Regions from separate parts of the Pan troglodytes genome. Here region 1 is linked to region 2. Evidence: chromatin contacts called from public capture Hi-C data. All regions are on one chromosome and are shown on one strand. Each heading gives the region's core, a stretch centred on a gene start, on an enhancer-like site or on the middle of the called end of the contact. The rest is flanking DNA. Distances are from core to core; before and after follow the strand shown.

Evidence for each region. Capture Hi-C pulls out chosen DNA fragments and counts their contacts.
Region 1: a capture Hi-C map of stem cell-derived neural stem cells shows a contact between it and region 2, with 5 times the contacts expected there. The contact joins two enhancer-like sites. A contact is called at or near these places in 2 of 7 Hi-C or Micro-C datasets (induced pluripotent stem cells and stem cell-derived neural progenitor cells) and 1 of 1 other capture datasets (stem cell-derived neural stem cells).

Annotation. Positions count from the first base shown.
Region 1 is chr19:52,825,763-52,832,832 of NHGRI_mPanTro3-v2.0_pri, forward strand. It overlaps SPECC1 (sperm antigen with calponin homology and coiled-coil domains 1), which reads left to right. Exons shown (of 15, transcript XM_016930818.3): 5 at 3,497-3,704. Among named protein-coding and RNA genes, the nearest start is that of SPECC1, 220 kb to the left of the region's middle. Within about 2 kb of position 1,704, at least 10 of the 24 cell types and tissues checked have an H3K27ac peak or open chromatin away from gene starts, as enhancers often do. A contact at or near this core is called in stem cell-derived neural stem cells, where this site is marked.
Region 2 is chr19:52,588,214-52,595,246 of NHGRI_mPanTro3-v2.0_pri, forward strand. No RefSeq gene overlaps it. Among named protein-coding and RNA genes, the nearest start is that of AKAP10, 18 kb to the left of the region's middle. Within about 2 kb of position 5,503, at least 14 of the 24 cell types and tissues checked have an H3K27ac peak or open chromatin away from gene starts, as enhancers often do. A contact at or near this core is called in stem cell-derived neural stem cells, where this site is marked.

The sequences.
Region 1 (7,070 bases), core at 454-2,953, 230 kb after region 2:
TGGAAGAGTCCGGTATTTATTCAATCTTCACAGTCTGGGCTTGTTTGTACTTGTCTTTCTTGAGAAGACTTTCCAGATATTCAAAGGGAATTGAGTGTTAGGATCTAAGCCTTTGGTCACTGCAGCTGTGTCCGCATTAGGGGGCACCACAAGCCCAGTAATGCTGTGATTCTTGCAGACTCATTGAGGTATCACCTTGGTGATCCTAGATAAGATCTAGGAGAATTTCCCGGTTTATGAGGCAGAGTCTCTTGTTCCTTTTCCTTACTTTCCCCTAAACACACAGAGTCTCTCTCTTCATGCTGAGCTGCCTGGAGTTGGAGCAGGGGTGATGCACTTCTGTGGCTACCACTACTGGGACTGTGCTGGGTCAGACCTGAAGCCAGCCCAGCACTGGGTCTCAGTCAAAACTTGTGGTGACTATTGCCTGGCTACTGCTGATGTTTATTCAAGGCCCAAGGGCCGTTTAATTAGCAGATGGGGAATCTAGCCAGGCTTGTATCTTTCCCTTCAGGGTGATGGGTTCCCTTCTAGCCCAGAGTGGGTCTAGAAATGCTACTTGGGAGCTGGGGCCTGGAGTCGGCAGCTTTAGCAGTCTGCTTGGTGCTTTATTTTATTGTGGCTGAGCTGGTATCCAAGTTGGAAGACAAAGCCCTTTACCCTTCCCTCTCCTTTTCTCAAGCCAAAGGGATCTCTGCCAGTGGCCACCGCCACCCCAGGCCTGTGGCAGCACCACTGATGTTTATTCAGGGCCCAAGTTCTCTTTAGTCAGCAGGTCTGGATCTCTCCCTTCAGGGCAGCGGGCTCCCTTCAGGTCCAGGGTGGGTCTAGAAATGCTGTCCAGGAACTAAGGCCTAGATGGGGGACTTTAGGAGCCTGCTTGGTGCTTTATTTTACTGTGGCTGAGCTGTGCCCAAGTTGCAAGATGAAGTCCCCTTTACTCTTTCCTCTGCTTTCCTCAAGCAGAAGGGATCTCTCCCTGTGGCCACCACAGCTGGGAATGCACTGGGTCACACCTGAAGCCAGTACAGTGTGTGGCCCATGATGAGTACTGTGTGGGTACCACTGATGTTTAATCAAAGCCCAAGGACTCTTTGGTCAGCAGGTGATGAATGCTGCCAGGACTGGGTCCTTCCTTTCAAGACAGTGGGTTTCCTTCTGGTCCAGGCTGTGTCTAGAAATGTTATCTGGGAGCTAGGACCCGGAATGGGGGCTTCAGGAATCTGCTTGGTGCTTTATTTTACTGTGGCTGAGCTGGTATCCAAGTTGCAAGACAAAGTCCTCTTTACTCTTCCCTCTCTGCCCAGAGCTGTGAGCTGTGCTGCCTGGGGTTGGGGGAAGAGTGGTGCAAGCACTCCCTTGGCTGCTCCAGGTGGTGTCTCACTGGGTCATGTGCACTCCAAGTCCACTGTCTGAGCCCAGCACAGCACCAGGACTTGCCCAGAAATTGCAGCCCTTGTGGCCTAGAATCTTTCAGATTTACTTAGGACTCCAAAGTGCTTTAGCCCACAGAGGTAGGGCTTGCCAGAACTCAGATTCTCACTGGAATGGAAGATTCCCCTCTGGCTAGGGCTGGTCTAAATGCTCCTTTTATGGGTGCTGGCTGAATTCTGTCCTGTGTTGCTTTCTGCTGTGATGGGACAGCACCAAATTCCAATGCAATCTCACAATCATTGTGCTTTCCCTCCCCCTGGGTGCACAGATGCTGTCTCTGTACCATGTGGTTGCTGCCAAGGGATGAGGGAGAGGGGATGTTGGAGAGTCAAGACGGTCTTTCCTCCCCTCTCCGGTGCATCTTTCCTTGATATGATGTGTTAAAACCAGGCACTGTGATCGTTCATCTGATTTTTGGTTCTTATGAAGATGCTTTCTTACGTGGATAGCAGTTCCATTTGGTGTTCCTGCAGGGAAGCCATTGCTGGAGGATCCTTTTTGGCCATGTTGTTCTGTCTCCAGGTCTCTCCTCCTTTCCTTATCCTTTGTCACAATTTCCCAGTGAATGATCCTGCAGTGCTGCCTCCCAGTGTTCATTCAATCATTCATCAAATATTCATTAAATGCCTCCTGTGTGTGATGCTGTGTAGATACTAGGGGTGCAATGGTGAATTAAACAGACAAGGTCCCTATTCCCATAGAGCTTATAGCCAGAAGGTTTTGCACATGAAATGTAATTGGAAAAAATTTCATTTCCTACAAAGAAACCCCACCCCCAACGCCAGATTACCTGGTAAATATATAGCTATTTAGTAATGTTAATTAAAGGACTGTAGAAAAGGGACAATGATGTTTATTGCAGCATTTTTGTAATAATAAAATAATATAGTCAAACAGTGGAATACTGTGCACCAATTAAAGTAATGACTTAGCATGATGTGTATCAGTGTGGATACATTTCAAAAACACAGTTAAAATGCAGGAGCATAATAAGCATAGTATTGTAGAGGACAAAGCATATTACCATGTTATAAATGCAGAATAATACAGATACAGTATAATCCACTGCAAAAGCACAATATAGTGTAGCACTGTGTAAAAGGACAATACTATGTATTGTCATGGACACATGCATATATAGTAAAAGTGAAAAACCATTCAAGGATTGACCACATACCAATTTTAGGATAATGCTTATTACTCTCTGAGGTAGGAGGGGAGATTGAGGCTTTAAAAAATTCTTATTAAAGTAAAAAGATTTTGCAAATGTGACAACATTTAACCATTGTTAAGTCTGTTTGGTGCATGATTATTATTTTTGGTGCTTTTCTGTGTATTTAAAATGTTTAACAATTAAAAAATTGAACAGATGAAGTGATTGTGCCTTGCCACTTTTCTGCTTCTGTGTATGTACGTTTTTGTGTGCCTTCTGCCAACATTCTCTATCACATTTTTGCTGTGATAGAGCATGAATGTGATAGAGAATCTTTAGAGTTTCCTCTAAAGAAGCATTGCAGCCCCAAGTATCTTATCTCTAAGGGAACCTGGGGGTGTGCAGATTAGCCTGGCTTCAGGGGTGTTGTTCACAGCTCAGCAGCAGAGGGCGCTGCTCCATAGCAGATGTGCAGTGGGGGTGGCCACACCAGGCAGCTCTCTTGGTGCAGGGCCAGTGCCTCCCAGGGAAGCACTGCTCTCCCCAGCTGTGGGAAAGAGGAATATTTAAGTACGTGCAGATTCCCTCCTGCTTGTAGGAGGGGGCACAGAATCCAGCCATTTGGAAGCATACATCGTGTTTCTCTGACTATTCACAGCCTTGGCTGTTTCTGAGGCTAAGAATGCAAGAAACAGCACATGCCAAGGGCGTCTTTGCTACTATGTCCGTGAGCCTGCTGCTGGCTTGTGGGGAGCTTTTCGTAATGTTTTATTTTAGATTGAAGAGGTTCATGTTCAGGTTTGTTACATGGCTATATTGCATCATGGTGGGGCTTGGCCTTCTAGTGTACAGATCACTGTGGGAATTTTTTTGTTGTTAACTGACCAAGGAACCCTCCTTTTATTTTAGGTGGAAAAGGATTATTCATACCTGAAGGAGATATGTGATCACCAAGCCGAACAGCTGAGCAGAACCAGCCTAAAGCTGCAAGAAAAAGCATCAGAGAGTGATGCAGAGATCAAAGACATGAAAGAAACCATATTTGAATTGGAAGATCAGGTGGAACAGCACCGGGCTGTCAAGTTACACAATAATCAACTCATCAGTGAGCTAGAAAGTAAGTGGGGTCTGCCAGGCATGGTGGCTCACACCTATAATCCCAGCACTTTGGGAGGCTGAGGCAGGAGGATCACCTGAGGTCAGAAGTTCGAGACCCAGCCTGACCAACATGGTGAAACCCTGTCTCTACTAAAAATACAAAATTAGCCGGGCATGGTGGTGGGCGCCGGTAATCCCAGCTACTCAGGAGGCTGAGGCAGGAGAATCACTTGAACGCAGGAGGCAGAGGTTGCAGTGAGCCGAGATTGCGCCACTGCAAAAGAAAGTAAATGAGGTCAAGCCCAGGAGAAATGTGAAATGAAGCTGAGTAGGACACTAAAGAAACCAGCAGCAGTGGGTGACTGGGGGGGTGGGTTTGACTGTATGTTGGCTGGGGTTTATGAAGTCTCTCATTTGAGTGTGCTGTAATCTCCTAGGAAGAATGTCACCTAAGAAACAATCATTAGTCTCTAGTTTAAAAACTAGAGATTAAGAGATCAATGATTACAGCAGTTGAAAACTGGGATGACAGAAGAAAAGACTGTTGAACATGAGTCAGCAGTGTGTAGGTGATTGCGAAAAATAGAAATGCTTTTCATTTTGTTTTTTTTTAGAGGTCTTGCTCTATCACCCTGGCTGGAGTGCAGTGGTGCAGTTGTAGCTCACTGCAGCCTCAAACTCCTGGGCTCAGGTGATCCTCCTGGCCTCTCAAAGCACTGGGATTACAGGTGTGAGCCACCGTATTCAGCTGCAAATGTTTTTTTGGCTGTGCTGTATGTGTTTTGTGTGAGCCATGCTACTGCTGCTGTCTCCAGGCAGCCTGATCAGCTTGAAGGCCACATGTTAGGATACTTTAGCTGTGACTGTGAGAGTTCACAGGGACCCTTCCTAAGGATATTCTGCAGGGTAGGAGAAGGTTATTCAGAAGAAATTGCTTGCCAGTCATCAAGTACTGACACTGTGTTATCTCTTGTATCTGACAGAGATGGATGATAGGTGTCAGAGTGGATGAACAATGTGTGCTCTTGGTCTAAGGGAGAAAACAATTCCCGCATGTGTCCCATTGGTGGTAGGATATCAAGTAACTTCTAGATGTTTGCCACTTAGTTGCTGAAGAGACATCAGCATATGGCTTATTTATGAACTCATAGTTTGCTTTGAATTGGGAAAGAAATTTTTAAAAGAGATTAAACATTACCTTCTTTGTCCAAATAAGCCTTACCAAATTATCACATCTAATGTGTTTTCTTTTGTAACAAAAGATTTAATGCACAAAGCATTTAGTCACACCAGCCATTACTAAGAATAGCTTGGTCAGTTGCCTGAGAAGTTCCTTACCCCATGCAGTCGATCCTCCTTATTCACAGATTTCACATTGGTGAATTCATCTGCTTGATAAAACGTATTTTAACCCCAAAACCAATACACAGAGCACTTCCACAGTCATTTTCAGACATGCACAGAGAAGTGAAAAGGTTGTGTCATCCAGTGCTTATGTTCCCAACTCAGGTCAGACAGAGACACTTGGCCTTCTCATACTTTACATGTGTCTTTTTTACAGTCTGCTTAATACCATGCTTTTAACATTTTTGTGCTTTTGTTTTTGGTGACTTTGCTGTTTAAAATGGCCCTGAGTGCAGTGCTGCAGTGCTGTCCACTGTCCCCAAGCACAGTGAGGTTGAGATGCACCTACAGAGAAAACACGTGTATTAGGGAAGCTTCATGCAGACGCAAGCTCTTGTCCCGTTGTGCGTGAGTTCGGTGTTATTGAATCAACAACAAAGCGCATCAGGCTAAGTGCAGTGACCTCATCCTTGTAATCTCAGCACTTTGGGAGACTGAGGCAGGAGGATCGATTGAGCCCAGGAGTTCGAGACCAGCCTGGGCAACATAGTGAGACCCTGTCTTGACAAAAAAATAAAATAAAATAAAAACTAGCCACGTGTGGTGGCGCATGCCTTTAGTCCCAGCTTCTCTGGAGGCTGAGGCGGGAGGATCCCTTGAGCCTGAAAGGCTGAGACTGCAGTGAACCAAGATTGTGCCACTGCACTCCAGCCTGGGCAATAGAGCAAGACTGCATCTCTAAAAAATAAAAAAACCAAACCAAACAAAAAAGCCCAATACGGTGCATCAGAGAAAGGGAGAAGAAGTTTGACAATATGTATATAAGGCTGCCCTGAGACATGCTAAAGCGATGTGCTAAAGCAGCCAAATTCATGGATTTGTGAGATGACAGCCAGTTTTAAAAAGCTGTGGGCAATATTGTTGTGTGGCTGAAAACCAAAGCAATATTTGTTCACATCACCCAGGGTCAGGAAAATGTTAACCCCTTCTTGGCTAGTGCTGGTTGGCTCCCAAGTTTCAAAAGGCCATAAAGTGTGAGAAAGGTTAACGTTGCAGGCAGGGCAGGTTCTGCAGCTCAGGAGGCTGAAGAAGAATTTAAAAATACTTGCTAAGTGTTATTCAGGAAGAGGAAAAAAGGAAAGAGTGGGTTTCCATGGTTGATGAGCCTGGCTTGTTTATAGAGACATTGGCAGATACGTCTATATAATGCAAATGGCATTTTAGTTGATGAGAATGTTGTGACCAGAGGCTTGCAGGAACCTAACCTGTATTTTTCCTAGAGACAGTAGTTCAGTGTTTGCTGATTTGGTGTGCATGGCAACTCTCTGCAACTACCATGATTATTAGAATTGACTATGTATTTCAGACATTGACTAGTTGGTTAGAGTGACAGTTGACAGCACCTGCCCCATTTCTCCTTAAACATGACGTGTAGTAGAACTGCAGAACCTCAGCGTTCAGTGTCAGTGCCATCCAGGCTGTTCTCAGGATACAACTGAAAACCTGGACGCCATCATCATCAGTGTATCCTTCCAAACCCAGCACCATGATTGAGAAGAAAAGTCAAGACAAGTTCTGTTTTGTTTTGTTTTTGTTTTTGTGATATTTTGCTGTTGAAAATAGGGTTGTATTGTCCCTAAATCCTTAAAAGTCAGCACAGACACACTAAGAAAACCAGTGTATAATTAATGTCCACAGCAAAATTTAGACACATGCCTGTGGTTATATCATCATATATCCAAGACTGACAACAATGCAAGCCATCTTCTGAAAAACTTTTAAACTTTTTAAAAGGATATTGAGGTATTGTTAAGATATGTTTTTGCACAGAGACCTAGGGACACATAAATCCAGCCTAGACCAATCACTTCTTCCTATAAGATCCTGATGGGAAAGGAATGGACTGGAAAATAAAAGGAAATTAGGGAGTGTTTTCTACTGTGCAGCATTGATTCCAGACACAAACTCTCAGTCCCACTAGAACTAGAACTGCTGGGGTAGGACCTGCCCACAGCATCTTTTTAGCCTACTCTGGTGATTC
Region 2 (7,033 bases), core at 4,253-6,752:
TTGCCCAGGCTGGAGTGCAGTGGTGCCATCTTAGCTCACTGCAACCTCCGGCTCCTGAGTTCAAGCAATTCTCCTGCCTTAGCCTCCCCAGTAGCTTGGATTACAGGCAAGTGCCACCATGCCCGGCTAATTTTAGTATTTTTAGTAGAGATGAAGTTTCACCATGTTGGCCAGGCTGTTCTCAAACTCCTAACCTCGGGTGATCTACCCACCTCAGTCTCCCAAAGTGTTAGGATTACAGGCGTGAGCCCCTGCACCCAGCCTTTTATTCCTTTTTTAAGGCTGAATAATATTCAATTGTACATATATACCACATTTTGTTTATCCATTCACCTGCTGACAGACACATGTTGCTTTTGTGTTTTAGCTAGTGGGTCAAAGTTAATACTGCTATGACCATACAGGCACAAATATCTCTTCAAGACCTTACTTTCAATTCTTTTTTTTTTTTTTTTTTTTTTTTTGAGATGAAGTCTTGCTCTGTCACCCACGCTGGAGTGCAGTGGCATCATCTTGGCTCACTGCAACCTCAGCCTCCCTGGTTCAAGCGATCTCCTGCCTCAGCCTCCCAAGTAGCTGGGATTACAGGTGCACACCACCACACCCGGCTGATTTTTTTGTATTCTTAGTAGAGAAGAGGTTTCACCATGTTGGCCAGGTTGGTCTCGAGCTCCTGACCTCAAGTGATCTGCCCGTCTCAGCCTCCCAAAGTGCTGGGATTATGGGCGTGAGCCATCGCGCCCGGCCTTTTTTTTTTTTTTTTTTTTTTTGAGACAGAGTCTCACTCCATCACCCTGGCACAATCTCGGCTCACTGCAACCTCTGTCTCCCAGCTTCAAGCGATTCTCCTGCTTCAGTCTCCCAAGTAGCTGGGATTACAGGCACCCACCACCACACCTTGCTAATTTTTGTATTTTTAGTAGAGACAGAGTTTCACCATGTTGTCCAGGCTGGTCCTGAATGCCTGACCTCAGGTGATCCACCTGCCTTGGCCTCCCAAAGTGCTGGGATTACAGGCATGAGCTACCACACCTGGCCTTCTTCTTTCTTCTTTCTTCTTCTTCTTCTTCTTCTTTGTAGAGATGGGATCTCACTATGTTGCCCAAGCTGATCTCAAATTCCTGGACTCAGGCAATAATCCTCCCACCTCAGCCTCCCAAAGTGCTGGGATTTACAAGCATGATCCACTGTGCCTGGTGTTTATATATTTTTTAATTCATTAAAAAACGTTTTTTAATTCATTAAAAAACGTTTTTTAATTCATTAAAAAACGTTTTTTAATTCTTTTTTTCTTCTTTGAGATGGAGTCTCACTTTGCCACCCAGGCTGGAGTGCGGTGGCGTGATCTTGGCTCACTGCAACCTCCGCCCCCTGAGTTCAAGCGATTCTCCTGCCTCAGCCTCCCGAGTAGTTGGGGTTACAGGTGCCTGCCACACCGCGCCCAGCTAATTTTTGCATTTTTAGTAGAGATGGGGTTTCACCATCTTGGCCAGGCTGGTCTTGAACTCCTGACCTTGTGATCCACCCTTGGCCTCCCAAAGTGCTGGGATTGCAGGCGTGAGCCACCACGCCCGGACTTTGTTTTGTTTTTTAGAGACAGAGTCTCACTCAAGCTGGAGTACAGTGGTGAGATCATAACTCACTGTAATCTCAAACTTCTGGGCTCAAGGGTCTTCCCACTTCAGCCTCCTGAGTAGCTGGGACTACAAGCACACTGCCATGTGTTGGGATTCACTCAGGATGGTGGCAGAAATATTAAAGGGAAATATTAGGGAAAGTTACGGGGAATAGTCACAAACCTTTTGAAAGGCCGAAAGGTTACATAGCTTGTAATAATTGAACAGGCTGAACGCAGCTGGTTCTTATCTTAGAGCATTAGGTCACAGGGTAAATAATAGGGACAATAGATGCTTCCCCAGTTAAGTCTGTTTACCCTACTGCCATTAATTAACCTTTGAGCCAGATGGCGCTCTTGTGGGGAGGTCGACTAGGGATATTGCCCCCTAATGGTATTTACCTTAGACCTCGGTACCTGAGCTTTAATCATTCCTAGAACGACTCTCTTAACTGTGTTAATTATCCCCAAGTGTGTTTACTTAAAGCTTCTGTTGTTAATTGTATATCAAATAAATGCCTGGAGTGCGAGCTGCTCAGGGCAGGCTGCAGTGACAAACCTCTCTTGGTATGCAGGCGGTCGGACACTCAGCTGGATTGGCAAAACAGAATATCTGTGTGTCAGTGTACGTTTTATTCATCCATCGTTTGGGTCATGGTCTGCGGACAGACCCCTGCAGCTAATGCCCTCAAATATGAGGAGCAATACCTCAGCCATGCCCAGCTATCTTTTATTTTTTGTAGAGATGGGGTCTCCCTATATTGCCCAGGGTGGTCTTGACCTCTTGGCCTCAAGTGATCCTCCCACTTTGGCCTCTCAAAGTGCTGGAATTACAGGCGTGAGCTACGATGCTCAGCCCTCTGCTTTTAATTCCTGCTTTTATATAGCCAGAAGTGGAATTGCTGGATCATATGGTAATTCTATGTTTAGGTTTTTGAGAAACTGCCAAACTGTTTTCCATAGTGGTTGCACCAACAGTGTATTCCCACCAATGATGCACAAGGGTTCTGATTTTTCCACCACTTATTTTCTCACCAACATTTGTTACTTGTTTTTGTTTTTTTTTAAATAATAGCATCCTAATGAATATTAGAAGGGGTATCTCATTGTCATTTTAATTTGCTTTTTCTTCATTGTTGGTGATGTTGAGCATCTTTTCATGCATTTATTGGCCATTTATAATCTTTGGAGAATTGTCTATTAAAGTCCTTTGCTAAGGCTGTTACTCTTAAGAGCTGAGTTTGTCCTTTCTCCAGGGCTGCTATATCAGTAGTGATAGGCTAGGTTATCCTGCAGTAATGAAAAACTCTGCTATCTTAGTCACTTAAGACAACAAAGTGTATTTCTCACTAACAAGTCTACAAAGGGTCTTTCTCATTGTGGCGTTCCAGGTAACAGGTTGACAGTGACTACATATCCACCACATGTGCTTCCCCTGCTACCACATCACTGGGAAGGGGACATGTCACAGCATGCACTAGGTCTCAGAGCTCACTGCCAGTTACCAAAACAAGCCACACAGCTATGCTAACTTCAAAGTAACTTCAAAGGTGAAACTTAAAGGAAGCAGGGAAATGTCATCCTACCCCGAGCCTGGAAAACTAAGAAAGTGTGTTCCTGGACAGCTCTAATGAGCTCACATCTGCCTACACACTTCCTGTCACCTCTTTCTCCAGCCTCATCTGGGGGTTGGGCTGGAGTTGGGACCCTGAAGCAGAGCCATGTTAATCCTTACCAGAATCTCGTTTCTTCCTTGGCTACCAATCTTTGAAGTTTATTGCATAAGATTATATCCCCTTCTTTGGTTGCCACAGAATTTTTAGCCATTTCCTCCTATATTTTGGTAACTTTAGTACATTTCAGATGAGGAAGATTTTGGGCCCTGCTTTATCTTCCTTTTTTTTTTTTTTTTTTTGGAAACAGAGCCTCTCTGTCTCAAATAAACAAACAAAAACAAAACAAAAACTCCACTCACCTGGGCTGGAGTGCAGTGGCACAATCTCGGCTCACTGCAGCCCCGACCTCCCGGGTTCAAGCGATTCTCCCGCCTCAGCCTCTTGAGTAGCTGGGATTACAGGCGGTGCCACCACACCCGGCTACTTTTTATATTTTTAGTAAAGACGGGGTTTCACCACGTTGGCCAGGCTGGTCTCAAACTCCTGACCTCAAGTGTTCCGCCGCGTTGGCCTCCCATAGTGCCAGGATTACAGGCATGAGCCATCGCGCCCGACCCTCTCGCTCAATTTTAATAGAAACACTGCAAAGCCAAGGTTTCTGTGTAAGTTCTATCAACTCCTGACCAAGAAACCTATTTAAAAGAAACGCACAGTTGACATTCATTAAATGTTTATTGTGTAACAGGCTCCGAACTTGTCGTTTACATTCATGATCTCGTTTAACCCTCACCGCAAACCCATGAGGTAAGTACCTTTTACCCATTTTGTACGTGGGGAAACTATGGCTGAGATCCAAGGCTGAATGCCTGGTGAGCACTGTAGCCTGTGTTCCAGCAGAGCCTATCCAACTCCAGGGCTGGCCCTGCTCCAGAATAAGCAGAAAGGACCTCCAACATTGTGCTGGGCATTAAGGATGACTTGGTTTGGCCTGACTGACGCTCTGCTCTGGATTCCTCTCCACTTTCTTTTTCTTTTTTTTCCCCCCCACAGCACCCATGTTTTAAAATTTATTTTGAGACCAAGTTATGAGACTGGCTAATTTCTGTATGCTTTGGTAGAGACAGGGGTCTCGCCATATTGCCCAGGCTGGTCTCGAACTCCTGGTCTCAAGCGATCCACCGCCTCGGCCTCCGGAATAGTTGGGACTACAGGCGTGAGCCCTGCACCCGGCCCAAAGTCTCTTTAGTAAGAGGGTAGGATCGGGCCTAGCTTTTGCAGCCGCGCTGGCCCTTTGGCCTCTGGGGCTCTCAAACTCCCAGCCCTCGGGGGAGACACAGGGCTTAGTGGCTGTGCGGGCTTCCCCAGGCCTGGGGGAAAAGCGGGTCCACCTCTGGCCCTGGCGAGGACCCAAGACCTGGACGGGGGCCATGGCGTGGGGGAGGCCAGGACATCCGCGGAAGGCGGGGACCTCGCCCGGACGCCGCACGCAGCTGTGGCCCCTCCATGCCACCCGTCCTGGGCCCCATAGCCATGGCTGTTTTGTTTTCCCAGCCAAGGAGCTTCATCTTCCAGACGACGCGGGAAAGGGACGGGGCTTGGCGGGACCCGGAAAGAGCCTCTTCGACTGGAGCGGGCAGTGGCGAAGCCGGCTAGTGAGGGCGGAGCCCTGGGCGGCGGGATCCACAGGCCGCAGACATCCCGACCCCCGGCTCCCGGCGCCGGTCCTTCCGGTCCCAGGGCACCCCCTGCTGGCTAGGTGCGGAAAGCCCCTCCACTTTCCCGTGTCTGGCCAACACTTGACAGTCAAGTGGAAAATGTAGGCTCTAGTTTGTAAATAGATCCATGTTAAACCTATCCTTGAATTTGTATTCTGATCTTTTAGTTATTAATTCCCATGTAAAACAGGTTTTAACTGGGATTAGGCTTTAGTGTGGTCTTTGGCGGTCTCAGGATCCCTGGAAACGTGTGGCATGTGCATTTCTTAGAGTGTCTGTTGTTTCATCACATCTTAAAATGAGTCCATGACCCAAAGTATTAATTGCTAGCATAAAACATCTAAATGTTTTTGTTCAAAACTCCAAGGAATTCTGCTTTATTCTGTTAAAAGCAGCCTCCAGTTTGAGGCTCAATTTCTGCGCACACAGTTCGGTACTACATATATCCTCTAGGTGGCAGCATAACCCTCAATATAAAAACCCATTCTGAGCCCCGCGCGGTGGCGCGCCTGGAATCCCAGCTGCAGCTACTCTGGAGGATCGCTAGAGCCCAAGAGCTGATGCAATGCGCCAGGACTGCACCTGTGAACAGCCACTGGCACTCCAGCCTGGGCAGCAGCGAGACCCCGTCAATAAACAAACAAACCACCCGATTAGGCGCGGTGGCTCACTTCTGTAATCCCAGCACTTTGGGAGGCCCAGGCGGGTGGATGGCTTAAGCCCAGGAGCTCGAGACCAGCCTGGGCAGCATATAGAGACCTCATCTCTACAAAGAATTAAAAAATTAGCTGGACATGGTGGCACGCGCCTGTGGTCCCAGCTACTCGGGAGGCTGAGGTGGGAGGGCCACCTGAGCCCAGTTTGGAGGCTGCAGTGAGCCGCAATCGCATCACTGCACTCCAGCCTGGGCAACAGAGCCATACTGTCTCAAAAATAAATAAGTAAATAAATAAATAAAACATAAAAACTATTTTGGGATCCTGACCCTGTGGTCTTTGAACTTCTCTCTTTTCTTTCTTTTTTTTTTCTTCTTCCTTCCTTCCTTTTCTTTTTCTTTCTTTCTTTCTTCCTTCTCTTTCTTTCTTTCTTTCTTTTCTTTTCTTCTTTCCCTTTTTTCCTTCTTTTTGAGAGAGGGTCTCATTGTCACCCAGGGTAGAGTGAGAGGCACTATTACTGCAGCCTTGAACTCCTGGGCTCAAGCGATCTTCTTACCTCAGCCTCCCGAGTAGCTAGGACTACAGCTGCATGCCAGCACACCTGACAATTAATTTTTTTTTTTGAGACGGAGTCTCGCTCTCTCCCAGTCTGGAGTGCAGTGGCGCAATCTCGGCTCACTGCAAGCTCCGCCTCCCGGGTTCACGCCATTCTCCGGCCTCAGCCTCCCGAGTAGCTGGGACTACAGGCGCCCACCACCACGCCCGGTTAATTTTTTGTATTTTTTAGTAGAGATGGGGTTTCACCGTGTTAGCCAGGATGGTCTCCATCTCCTGACTTCGTGATCCACCTGCCTCGGCCTCCCAGAGTGCTGGGATTACAGGCGTGAGCCACTGCGTCTGGCCAAAAAAAATTTTTTTTTTATAGAGACAGGGTCTCGCTATGTTGCTCAGGCTGGTCTCAAACTCCTGGGCTAAGGCACCCTCTCGCTTCAGCCTCCCAAAGTGTTGGGATTACAGATGTGAGCCACCAGGCCTGGCCTGGCCTGAATTTTCTTTTTTCTTTTTTTTTTTTCTTTCTTTTTTTCTTTTCTTTCTTTTTTTCTTTTTTTTTTGAGACAGAGTCTTGCTCTGTCTCCCAGGCTGGAGTGCAGTGGCCTGCTCTCACTCGCTGCAACCTCCCCCTCCCGGATTCAAGCAATTCTCCTGCCTCAGCCTCCCGAGTAGCTGGGATTATAGGCATGCGCCACCATGCCCGGCTAATTTTTGTGTTTTTAGTAGAGACGGGGTTTCACCATGTTGGCCAGGCTGGTTTCGAACTCCTGACCTCATGATCTGCCTGCCTCGGCCTCTCGAAGTGTTGGGATTACAGGCGTGAGCCACCGCGACCAACCGAATTTTCTTAGCACTTTTCTTTTTAAATGCCAAAGGATG